2 separate regions of the Sus scrofa genome follow, and region 1 is linked to region 2. Evidence: chromatin contacts called from public HiChIP or PLAC-seq data. All regions are on one chromosome and are shown on one strand. The core of a region is the stretch at or near the end of the contact, and the rest is flanking DNA. Distances in the headings are between cores, read along the strand shown.

What was found. HiChIP or PLAC-seq counts read pairs in DNA pulled down with a chosen protein or histone mark.
Region 1: a contact with region 2 is called in an H3K27ac HiChIP or PLAC-seq map of alveolar macrophages. The contact joins two enhancer-like sites. A contact is called at or near these places in 1 of 5 promoter capture datasets (fetal skeletal muscle) and 1 of 2 datasets of contacts at active chromatin or transcription factors (alveolar macrophages).

Annotation. Positions count from the first base shown.
Region 1 is chr14:38,832,134-38,837,259 of Sscrofa11.1, reverse strand. It overlaps OAS2 (2'-5'-oligoadenylate synthetase 2, 69/71kDa), which reads left to right. Exons shown (of 11, transcript NM_001031796.1): 6 at 1,523-1,696; 7 at 3,182-3,461; 8 at 4,795-4,982. Among named protein-coding and RNA genes, the nearest start is that of OAS2, 13 kb to the left of the region's middle. Within about 2 kb of position 2,294, at least 9 of the 83 cell types and tissues checked have an H3K27ac peak or open chromatin away from gene starts, as enhancers often do. A contact at or near this core is called in alveolar macrophages, where this site is marked.
Region 2 is chr14:38,568,950-38,574,016 of Sscrofa11.1, reverse strand. The region is part of intron 2 of DTX1 (E3 ubiquitin-protein ligase DTX1); the gene reads right to left. Among named protein-coding and RNA genes, the nearest start is that of DTX1, 12 kb to the right of the region's middle. Within about 2 kb of position 2,081, at least 3 of the 83 cell types and tissues checked have an H3K27ac peak or open chromatin away from gene starts, as enhancers often do. A contact at or near this core is called in alveolar macrophages, where this site is marked.

The sequences.
Region 1 (5,126 bases), core at 1,045-3,544, 260 kb before region 2:
CAGAGCACGTCCTCTCCCAAAGAGGAACCGCACTTCTGTGCAGGTGTCAGACCCCATCTAGACAGCAGAATATGGTTTCTTTCCAGAAGTGGCTGCAAGGGCCAGGGAGTGAACAGGTCCCACCCTCCAGGGTCTTCCGCTCCCTTCGAGGGCACAGCTCCCCCTGCTGTGGAGGGTTGAATAGTGTTCTTGCAAAATTCAAATCCCCTGAATCCTAAGGATGTGATCTTTGGAAGTAGAGTCTTTGCAGGTATCATTAAAATGAGGTCACCCTGAGTTCCCGCTGTGACTCAGTGGTTAACGAATCTGACTAGGAACCATGAGGTAGAGGGTTCGATCCCTGGCCTTGCTCAGTGGGTTAAGGATCCGGCGTTGCCGTGATCTGTGGTGTAGGTCACAGACGTGGATCAGATCCCACGTTGCTGTGGCTGTGGTGTAGGCCGGCAGCTACAGCTCCAATTTGACCCCTAGCCTGGGAACCTCCATATGCCACGGGAGCGACCCAAGAAATGGCAAAAAGACCAAAAAAAAGGCGCGGGGTGGGGGGAGAAGGCCATGTGACAGCAGAGGCAGGCACAAGACAAGGATGACCATGGACTGGCAGAAGCTGGAAGACACACGGAAAGTTTCTCCCCAGAGCCTTCAGAGAGCAGGGCCCTGCCCACACTTGGATGTCAGATGTCTAGTCTCCAGAATCATGATGTTATAGCAGTGCCTGGAAACCAGTCCACCTGGGCTCAGGGTGTTTAACAGAGGCTGATAGAACCTTAAAAAAGCAATGCGTGTGGTCATCAGACGTCAAAAATACATGGAGTTCCTGCTGTGGCTTAGTGGGTTACGAACCTGACTAGTGTCCATGAGGATTCGGGTTCAATCCTTGGCCTTGTCCAGTGGGCTAAGGATCTGGCGTTGCCATGAGCTGTGGGGTAGGTCCTGGACTTGACTTGGATCCAGCATGGCTATGGCTGTGGCTATGGCCGGCAGCTGCAGCTCCAATTCGACCCCTAGCCTGGGAACTTCCATATGCTCCTGAAATAGGAGTGGAGTTCCCTGGTGGCCTAGTGGTTAAGGATCCAGCATTGTCACTGCTGTGGCTTGGGTCACTGCTGTGATGAGGGTTCAGCCCTGGCCTGGGAACTTCACATGCCATGGGTGCGGGGAAGGGGGGTAGTGAGTGGGGAGGGACCTACAATAAATGGGAAAATAAGGAACAGAGCAGGAGGAGAAGCTAAGAGGTGCTGGCCATTAGCAGGTGTTTGCCACAACAGGAAGTGGAAACTGGAGAGTAATTGAGAGCCAGGGGCATTACATCTGTGAGGAGAAGGATCCAGATCTGTCCTTAGAGATCTAGTGAGGAGGAGCAACTAGGAGAATTTTTGTTTCTGGGAGATCTTGGGGTGTGTCGATGCAAGAACTCAGACAAATGTGCCAGCAGGAGGGAGATGGCGGGTGGGGCAGGGGAAGAAGCTGGGGGTTGGGGGGCGGCTGGCAGGAGCCACTCATGGTGGGGGTCCTTCCACAGCCTGCATCACTCTACTCGACCCCAAGCCATCATCTCGATAAGTTCATCAAGGACTTTCTCCAGCCGGACAAGACTTTCTTAGATCAGACCAAGAAGGCCGTGGACATCATCTGTAAATTCCTTAAAGAAAATTGCTTCCGCCATTCGGCTACAAAGGTTCAGAAGATTGTCAAGGTGAGCCCTGGCGTTTCTCTTCCAGGGTGTTTCTGGTGTGGAACTAAGCGGGCTCTGCAGCCCTGGCACTCGTGACCACCGCAGTGTGCGGGCGGTGGCTGAGGGCGGGAAGCTGGGGAGATGGGAAGCTAGGACACTGGCTTTCCATGAAGGGTGCTATTGCACTGCCTCTGTCAGTGATACTGGACTTGGGATCCTGCGCTAACCTCCGAGGGCTGCTGGTGGCGCATCCATTCTGACCTCCGCCTCCTCTTCCCATCGCCTTCTCCTCTGGGTCTGTCTTCTCGTCCCTTCTAAGAACATTTGTCATTGGACATAGGGCCCACAGTTCCCTAAGTTAATCACATCTACAAAGACCCTTTTTCCAAATAACTTCACATTCACACAGGTTCCCAGCAGACGTACCTTTTGGGGGCCACCTTTCAAACCACTGCAGATTCCAGGCTAGGTGCGTACGGAACCAAAAAGTGATGGTCTTCCTTGTTTTGGTGACTGGAGCCCAATTCATCCCATCAGCTGAGTTAGAGGTTCAGCAGATTGGGCCACTCTTCTCCGTGACTCAGCAGCCACAGGGGCTGACGCACTTCCCTCCTTGTGTTGGCCAATAGCCAGATAACTGCATGCTTGTGGCCACAAGAAGGAGAGAGGAAAGGGTTGACACTAATCTGTTCTCTCTGAGTCTGCAAAGCTACGTAGTCCTCAGGAGACGGCTTTAGGAAGTGGACTTGAGAAGTAGGTAATTTGGCAGTTGCCATCGTGGCTCAGCAGAAACGAATCTGACTAGTATCCATGAGGATGTGGGATTCGACCCCTGGCCTCGCTCTGTGGGTTAAGGATCTGGCATTGTTGTGGCTGTGGTGTAGACCAGCCACTACCAGCTCAAATTTGACCCCTAGCCTGGGAACCTCCATATGCTGCAGGTTTGGCCCTAAAAAGACCAAAAAAAAAAAAAGAAGTAGGTAATTTATTTCTGTTTTGTAGCCATCGCTTGCTTGTGGGTAAATTCACACATCCAAGGGCATGAGATGAACCACCTTTGGAACCATATGGTTCTATTCACTTGAAAATAGACCCTGCCCTAAGTGGAGACTTTTTTTTTCCTTTTTTTTTTTTTATTATCACTCAATGAATTTATTACATTTATAGTTGTGTAATGATCATCACAATCCAATTTCACAGGATTTCCATCCCACACCCCCAGCACATCCCCCCACCCCCCGAACTCTCTCCTTTGGAAACCATAAGTTTTTCAAAAGTCTGTGAGTCAGTATCTATTCTGCAAAGAAGTTCATTGTGTCCTTTTTTCAGATTCCACATGTCAGTGAAAGCATTCGATGTTGGTGTCTCCTCGTCTGACTGACTTCCCTAAGTGGAGACTCTTAACCTGGAACTACCCTTAGCCCAAATGGTGCCAGGCCCTAGGGATGGGAGGGGCTCGAGCGCTAGAAAACACTGTATCTGGATTTACCTTCCTTCCTTCACTAGGGGGGATCAACTGCCAAAGGCACAGCTCTGAAGAACTCCGATGCTGACCTCGTCGTGTTCACAGACTTGCTGAAAAGCTACACCTCCCAAAAAAATGAGAGATGCACCATCATCAAGGAAATCCACAAGCAGCTGGAAGCCTGTCAGCAGGCGCAGGATTTTGAAGTGACGTTTGAGATCTCAAAATGGAAGGCTCCCAGGGTGCTGAGCTTCTCTCTGAAATCCAAAGTCCTCAACGAATGCGTACACTTCGATGTGCTGCCTGCCTTTAACGCACTAGGTAAGACCCCCAGCTGTGAGCTTCTGGAAGAGGAAGATGGATTCTGGTGCGACGGTGGAAGGAGTAGGGGGCAGGTCACGTGACGTACTAATGGGTCATGGGTCCAGCGCCCTACCAGGGGGCATTCACAGTGACAGGATCTGACATCTGTATACATTTTCATTGTCATTTCTCATTTAAGTGTCCCAAGGAAGGCCAGAAGCCACATCTTATCCTCTCACGGTATCATTCCCAGCATCTATCAAAGAGTGGGGTACACAGGAGTTTTCTGTGGCACAGCAGGTTAAAGATCTGGCATTGTCACTGCAGTGGCTTGGCTCACTGCTGTGATGCGGGTTCAATCCCTGGCCTGGGAATTTCTACATGCCTCATTGTCTCTGAGGATGCAGGTTCAGTCCCCGGCCTCACTCAGTGAGTTAAGGATCTGGCATTGCCAAGAGCTTGTGGCATAGGTTGCAGATGTGGCTTGGATCTGGTGTTGCCATGGCTGTAGCCTAGGCTGCAGCTGCAGCTCCAGTTCGAGCCTTGGCCCAGGAACTTGCCTATACCACAGGTGTGACTGTAAAAAGAAAGAAAGAAAGAAACCAAGGCTACTTCAGACATTTTCCAAATCAAAATCAGAAGACTCTGGTACCTTCCTTCTGAACAGTTCTTAGTGTCTCTAGTGAGGAAATGACCATATCGATTGGGGGTAGGCTAACTTTTTCTATAAAAGGCGAGATAGCAAGTATATTTAGCTTTGAAGGACCATAAGGTATCTGTCATAACTACTCAACTCTTCCTCTGTAGCTTGCAAACACCCAGCAACAATGTACAGTAACAAGTGGGTATGACTGTGTTCCAGTAACACTTTATTTACAAAAGCAAGCAGGGCACCGGATTTAGCCTGGGGGTCGTGGTTTGCAAACTTGAGGTCAGGGCTGTCCAGAAGGTCTTTCTGTGATAATAAAAATGTTCTATGTCTTAGTTCTGTATCTGTTGAGACTTTGAAATGTGGCTAGTGCACCTGAGAAACTAAATTTCTCATTTTAGTTTCCTTTAATTAGTTTGAATGCAAATAACCATGATGGCTAATGGCTACACTATTGGACAGCGCGGGTCTAGATAGCACTTTAATAATACTACTTACACTCATATAAACCATACAATTTTTAATATCTCATTACACCGCAGATGGCCCCAATATCTTAGATATCAGTCACTTCCAGACACTGACAGAGTTCAAAGTCATGTCCCAGAATTAGATTTGTCAACAATGTTTTGACGTCTGTTACTTTCTATACAGATTAAAACATAACGCCAGTTTCTCCTCTCCCCACCCATCCAATGCTAGGTGACCTGAAGTCCGGCTCTGCACCCAGCCCCAAGATTTATGCTGAGCTCATCTCCTTATATAAATCCTCAGACATCCTGGGGGGAGAATTTTCTACCTGTTTCACGAAGCTGCAGCGCGATTTTGTTCGCTCCCAGCCCACCAAACTGAAGGATTTAATTCGCCTGGTGAAGCACTGGTACAAATGGGTATGACAGCCCTTGTCCTGGCCGCCTGGTTATGACTTTTACCAGTACCTGTGTCCGAGACAGTGCCTAAGCAGGTGCTCCTGGCACCCACGCGCTTCCGGGCCTGGGGCCGAACCACACAGAGGGAAGGGCTCTCCTCACTCC
Region 2 (5,067 bases), core at 832-3,331:
CAGTGGGGCCTAAAAAGACAAAAAGACCAAAAAAAAAAAAAAAAAAAAAAGGCTAACATTTACTGTGTACCCACTATGTGCCAGAGGCTGTGTTTAGCACTGTCCTTCCAGGGAGGGATCTGAATTATTCACATTTTACAGAAGACAGCTGAGGTCCCAGAGAAGTGAAATCTTTTTTTTTTTTTGGCTTTTTAGGGCCATACCCACGGCATATGGAAGTTCCCAGGCTAGGGGTTGAATTGGAGCTGTAGCCGCCGGCCTATACCACAGCCACAGAAATGCCAGATCCAAGCTGAGTCTGCAACCTACACCACAGCTCATGGCAAAGCCAGATCCTTAACTCACTGAGCGAGGCCAGGGATGGAACCCACATCCTCATGGATACCAGGTGGGGTTTGTAACCCACTGAGTCACAATGGGAACTCCCGAAAGAAGTGAAATCTTGAGAGGGTTGGGGATGGTGCTTTATTCATGGAGTAAAGGAAAGGAAAGCTTAAACTGGTTCTAAGGGTTTTTTTTTTGTTTGTTTGTTTGTTGTCTTTTCTAGGGCCACTCCTGAGACATGTGGAGGTTCCCAGGCTAGGGGTCTAATTGGAGCTGTAGCCACCGGCCTACACCAGAGCCACAGCAATGCTGGATCTGAGCCGCATCTGCAACCTACACCACAGTTCATGGCGGCGCCGGATCCTTAACCCACTGAGTGAGGCCAGGGATCCAACCTGCAACCTCATGGTTCCTAGTTGGATTCGTTAACCACTCAGCCACGATGGGAACTCCCGATTCTAAGGGGTTTAACTCAGACAAGTGGTAGCCCAGCCTAGGATACCCCCAGTGATGGGGAACTCACTACCTCAGCTGTTTAGCCATGAAGAGGTTTCTGCCTGGAGAACTTGGTCCTGATTTGACCCCTCTGCTTGTGTGTGGGTGTCTCTGCTCCCAGCTCTTAGCCTTGAGGAGAAACTGACTCTATAGAGACAGGGAAGGCTCTGAGCCCTTCTGTCTGCCCCTCTAGTCTCCAAAGGGCTCCTTTCTGGACTGGGCCAGCCCTAAATCCCGACAATGAACTGCTCCCTCTGGGGGTGGCTTCCTGGAGGGAAGTGACCTCAGTTTGGGGGCACCCAGATCCTCCTGGGAAGGGGGGCCTGTGGGAGGCAGTCATGGGATGTCCTGTCAGGTTGGGGAAGTCCCGCTATAGGCTGAGGCCGGTGACTGGAGCTCGGGCAATGGGTGAAGCCTGATTTGAACACCGACTGGATGCCAGGCCTGCTGAGGTAGTTTACTGACTCCTCTCCCAACCTAGAAGCCTTTAGAACCATCATTCACACTCAGAGAACACATTTTGTGGCCCAAGCTCATGTTAACTCATTTAATCCTCACGTGGCCTTGTGAGGTATGGATATTATTTTATTATTTTATTTTTTTAGGGCTGCACCCGCGGCATATGGAGGTTCCCAGGCTAGGGGTCGACTCAGAGCTCCAGCTGCTAGCCTATGCCACAGCCACAGCCACACCAGGTCCTTAACCCACTGAGAGAGGCCAGTGAGACCCTGCATTCTCATGGACATTATGTAGGTTTCTTAACCCACTGAGCCACAACAGGAACTCCCTTGTGCACTACTATTTGGCAGATGGGGAAACTGAGGCTCTTTGGGAAGACTTGGAGGTCCACCTGGGGGCGGTGGCCTGGCTGGGATTCAAACTGCAGTCTGTGAGCCCAGAGTGCCCCCCTCAACACTGCCCTGTGATCAATAATCCCGCAGTGTTGTTTCCCTCCAAACGCTCCCAGGGGACTTGTCAACTGAGCTGCGGCCCATTAGCGGTTTCTGCACGTTTGAATCTGGCCCAGGGTCCCCAGGGTCGGCTGGCAGCCAGGCAGGGGAGGGGAGGGGGTCTCCAGCCTGGCCTGGGGAAGGCTAAAGGGCTGCATGGCACTCGAAGAGGCCGCCACTTTCAAATCAGTTGCAAAATGTCCCTGCTCTGGAGGCTGCCAGCACCTGAAAGCTGGCTATCCCTACATGATGGGCTGTGGGTGTGGCTTCTGGGTCATCTGGCTTTTAACACACTTGGGTTCAGACCCTCTGGCACAGCAGCAGGAGCTGAAAGAGGGAAATGCAGTGGGTAGGAAGGAGTGAGAGCCCTCTCTCTCCTGGAGCCCTGAGTGGTGTTGGGCAACTGCCTCTGACCCAAGTCTCTGCTTCCTCGTTTGTGAAACAGATATTATCATCATCATATCATCATGGTAAACACCCACAGAGTGCCTCCTATGTGCCAGGTACTGTTCTAAGTGTTTCACATGTTCATTCTTTTTTTTTTTTTCTTTGCTTTGTTAGGACCGCACCCATGGCATATGGAAGTTCCTAGGCTAGGGGTCGAATCGGAGCTACAGCTGCTGGCTTATGCCACAGCCACAGCAATGCCAGATCCGAGCCACACCTGCAACCAACATCACAGCTCATGGCAGTGTTGGATCCTTAACCCACTGAGTGAGGCATCCTCAAGGACACTATGTCAGGTCCTTAACCTGCTAAGCCACAACAGCAACTCCACACATGTTAATTCTTAATCTACACAACATTCTATAGAACAGGTACCATTATTATTGTTGCCTTGTACAAATACCAAAGAGAGAGTGAAGTGACTTACCCCAGATCACATAGCTACTAAGTTAAGCCGGGATTCAGTCCAGCCAGATTTGAACTTCTCTCCACTTCCGCTGCCACCACCCCTACTGCAGCAACCTCTGTCCTGTGTCCCAGTTTCCACCCTTCGACCCTGTCATGCATTCTCACAGACTCAAGTCTGACCACATCTCTCCTCCGCTCAACACCCCTCAATAGCTCTCTAGTGCCCTTAGGAATGAACGGTCTAAGTGCATTAACTCATCTTCCAGGCCCATCACAAGCCTCACACTCCTACGGCACCAAACTTCTAGCTATTCTCTGAACACATCACACGTGCTTATGCCTCTGCATATTTGCACAGGCTGTTCCCTCTGGCATGTCCTTCCACCCACACCACCCCATTTTCCTCCCTGCTGAAGTCCTACACACTTGTCATGGTTCAGCTCAAGCACTGTCCCCTGAAAATCTCTGCTGTCTTCAGGGAGAATCACTCCCTTCTTGGGACTCACATAGCACACCTTGCACTTGCAGGAGCGCCAGTAAAGCACGTAGCTCACTGAAGGTTGAGGCATCTGTTTCTTCTAGCCCGGAAACCTCTCAAAGGCTGGACTGGCTTCAGCCACCTTAGCATCTCTCCACAGCCAGGAGCACAGGGAGGTAGGCACTTGGAAAATGCTAGCTGAATGGATGAATGAATGAATGAACCTACCCGAATACTGCAAATGATGAGGCTGGAGAATGCAAGTTGAGAGTAACTGATTTTGTTTGGGTCCCCATGACGTTTATAATTGTCATGACCAGGCATTTAATAATGAGGTGGACCCTCTCAAGCCTGGATTTTGAAAATCCCTAAATATGAGTTCCTGTTGTAGCTCAGTGGATTAAGCATCTGATTAGTATCCATGAGGACGTGGGTTCGATCCCTGGCCTTGCTTAGCAGGTTAAAGAATCTGGTGTTGCCATGAGCTGTGGTGTAGGTCGCAGAAGTGACTCAGATCCCGCACTGCTGTGGCTGTGGGGTAGGCCAGCGGCTACAGCTCCGATTCGATCTCTAGCCTGGGAACTTCCATATGCCTTAGGTGTGGCCTTAAAAAAAAAAAATCCCCAAATATCCAAGATGCAGCCACCAGGATTGGCGCTCTTGGCAACAGTTGGCAAAAGCTGAGTCACGGTCACCTTGTTCATGTTTTCAAGTATTTATTGAGCACCTACCATGTACCAGGCACTAGAGAACAACAGCGGAAAACCATCACCTTCCCAGGCACTGCATACCTTTCTCTTGGCTGCCCAGGCCCTGTAAATATCTGAATTTCCAGCATGTTTCTGGAGGGGGATATTGAGCCCCGGAAGGAGAAAGGGACTTGGCCCAAATCACCTGCACTTAGAGGGAGCTCTTGACCCCAGGCCCCAACTCTTATTTTCACAGTACCAGGTGACTAACAACTTAGCGTGAATGAACCTTTGTTCCCTGGAAGAGAGGAACCGGAGAGGGCTCCGTAATGGTGCAAATTCGGGTGAACTCTATGCTTCCCCTGGCATGCTCTGCTTGCAGTCGGAGGGACAGGGGACAAAAGCTCCGTGACGATGGGGCCCAGCCTGTCATCGCAGAAGAGGTGGCTACGCTGCAGCTGCTGGCAAGACTGTCCTGGCCGCCAGCACTGCCTCCTTTGATTGCCTCCTCCTTTGTTCTGCACTTCAGGGCGTTCAGCGCCAGGGCCTGGCGCCAGACTCCCTCCCATAGCCCATCACCCGCCTGCCACGACTGCCCGGGGAAGGTGGAGGTGGCAGCCTGGAGCAGCTCCAGAGGGATGCTGGGAGGAGCACAGAGAGGGAGAGGCACTTAGCCAGGTGGCAGAGCAAAGATGCAGCTACACAGGGCCCAGGGGAGACTCAGCCTCCAGCCTGGCTGCTCCTATGGCGCCAAGATCAGGAATAGCCCTACATTCTGGACCTCCTCAGTGTCTGGGCTCCTGTACCATGCCCATCAGCCCTACCAGCATGGAACAGCCTTGAGAGTAGCGGTTTGTATCTGTCCTGCTCATTGCTGCATCCCTAGTGTCTAAGACAGTGTATGGCACGTAGTAGGTGCTCATTAAATTCCTGCTGAATGAACAAAGTAATACTGACCACAGTCCCAAGAGGCATGTTTTACAGAGGATGAAACTGAGGCTCATGGAGGGAGCATGGTTCACCCAAAGTCACAAGCCAGCACTGCCCCCCGCCCCACCCCATGCTGACCAGAGAGCTGCGAGGAAGAGAATCTGGAACTGGGCCTCACCAACCAGGGTCCCTGAGGCAGCCAGTTCCAGATTTGGGGCCCCATGTTCTCAGGTGAGATCAGCCAAGGGCAGCTGGGGGCTGGCGGGGGTGCCTGTGTTAACTGTGAGGCTGGGGGGTCTCACGGGGGGTGGTGACTCTCTTGGGACCTGGAGGCAGTCCTGGGGGT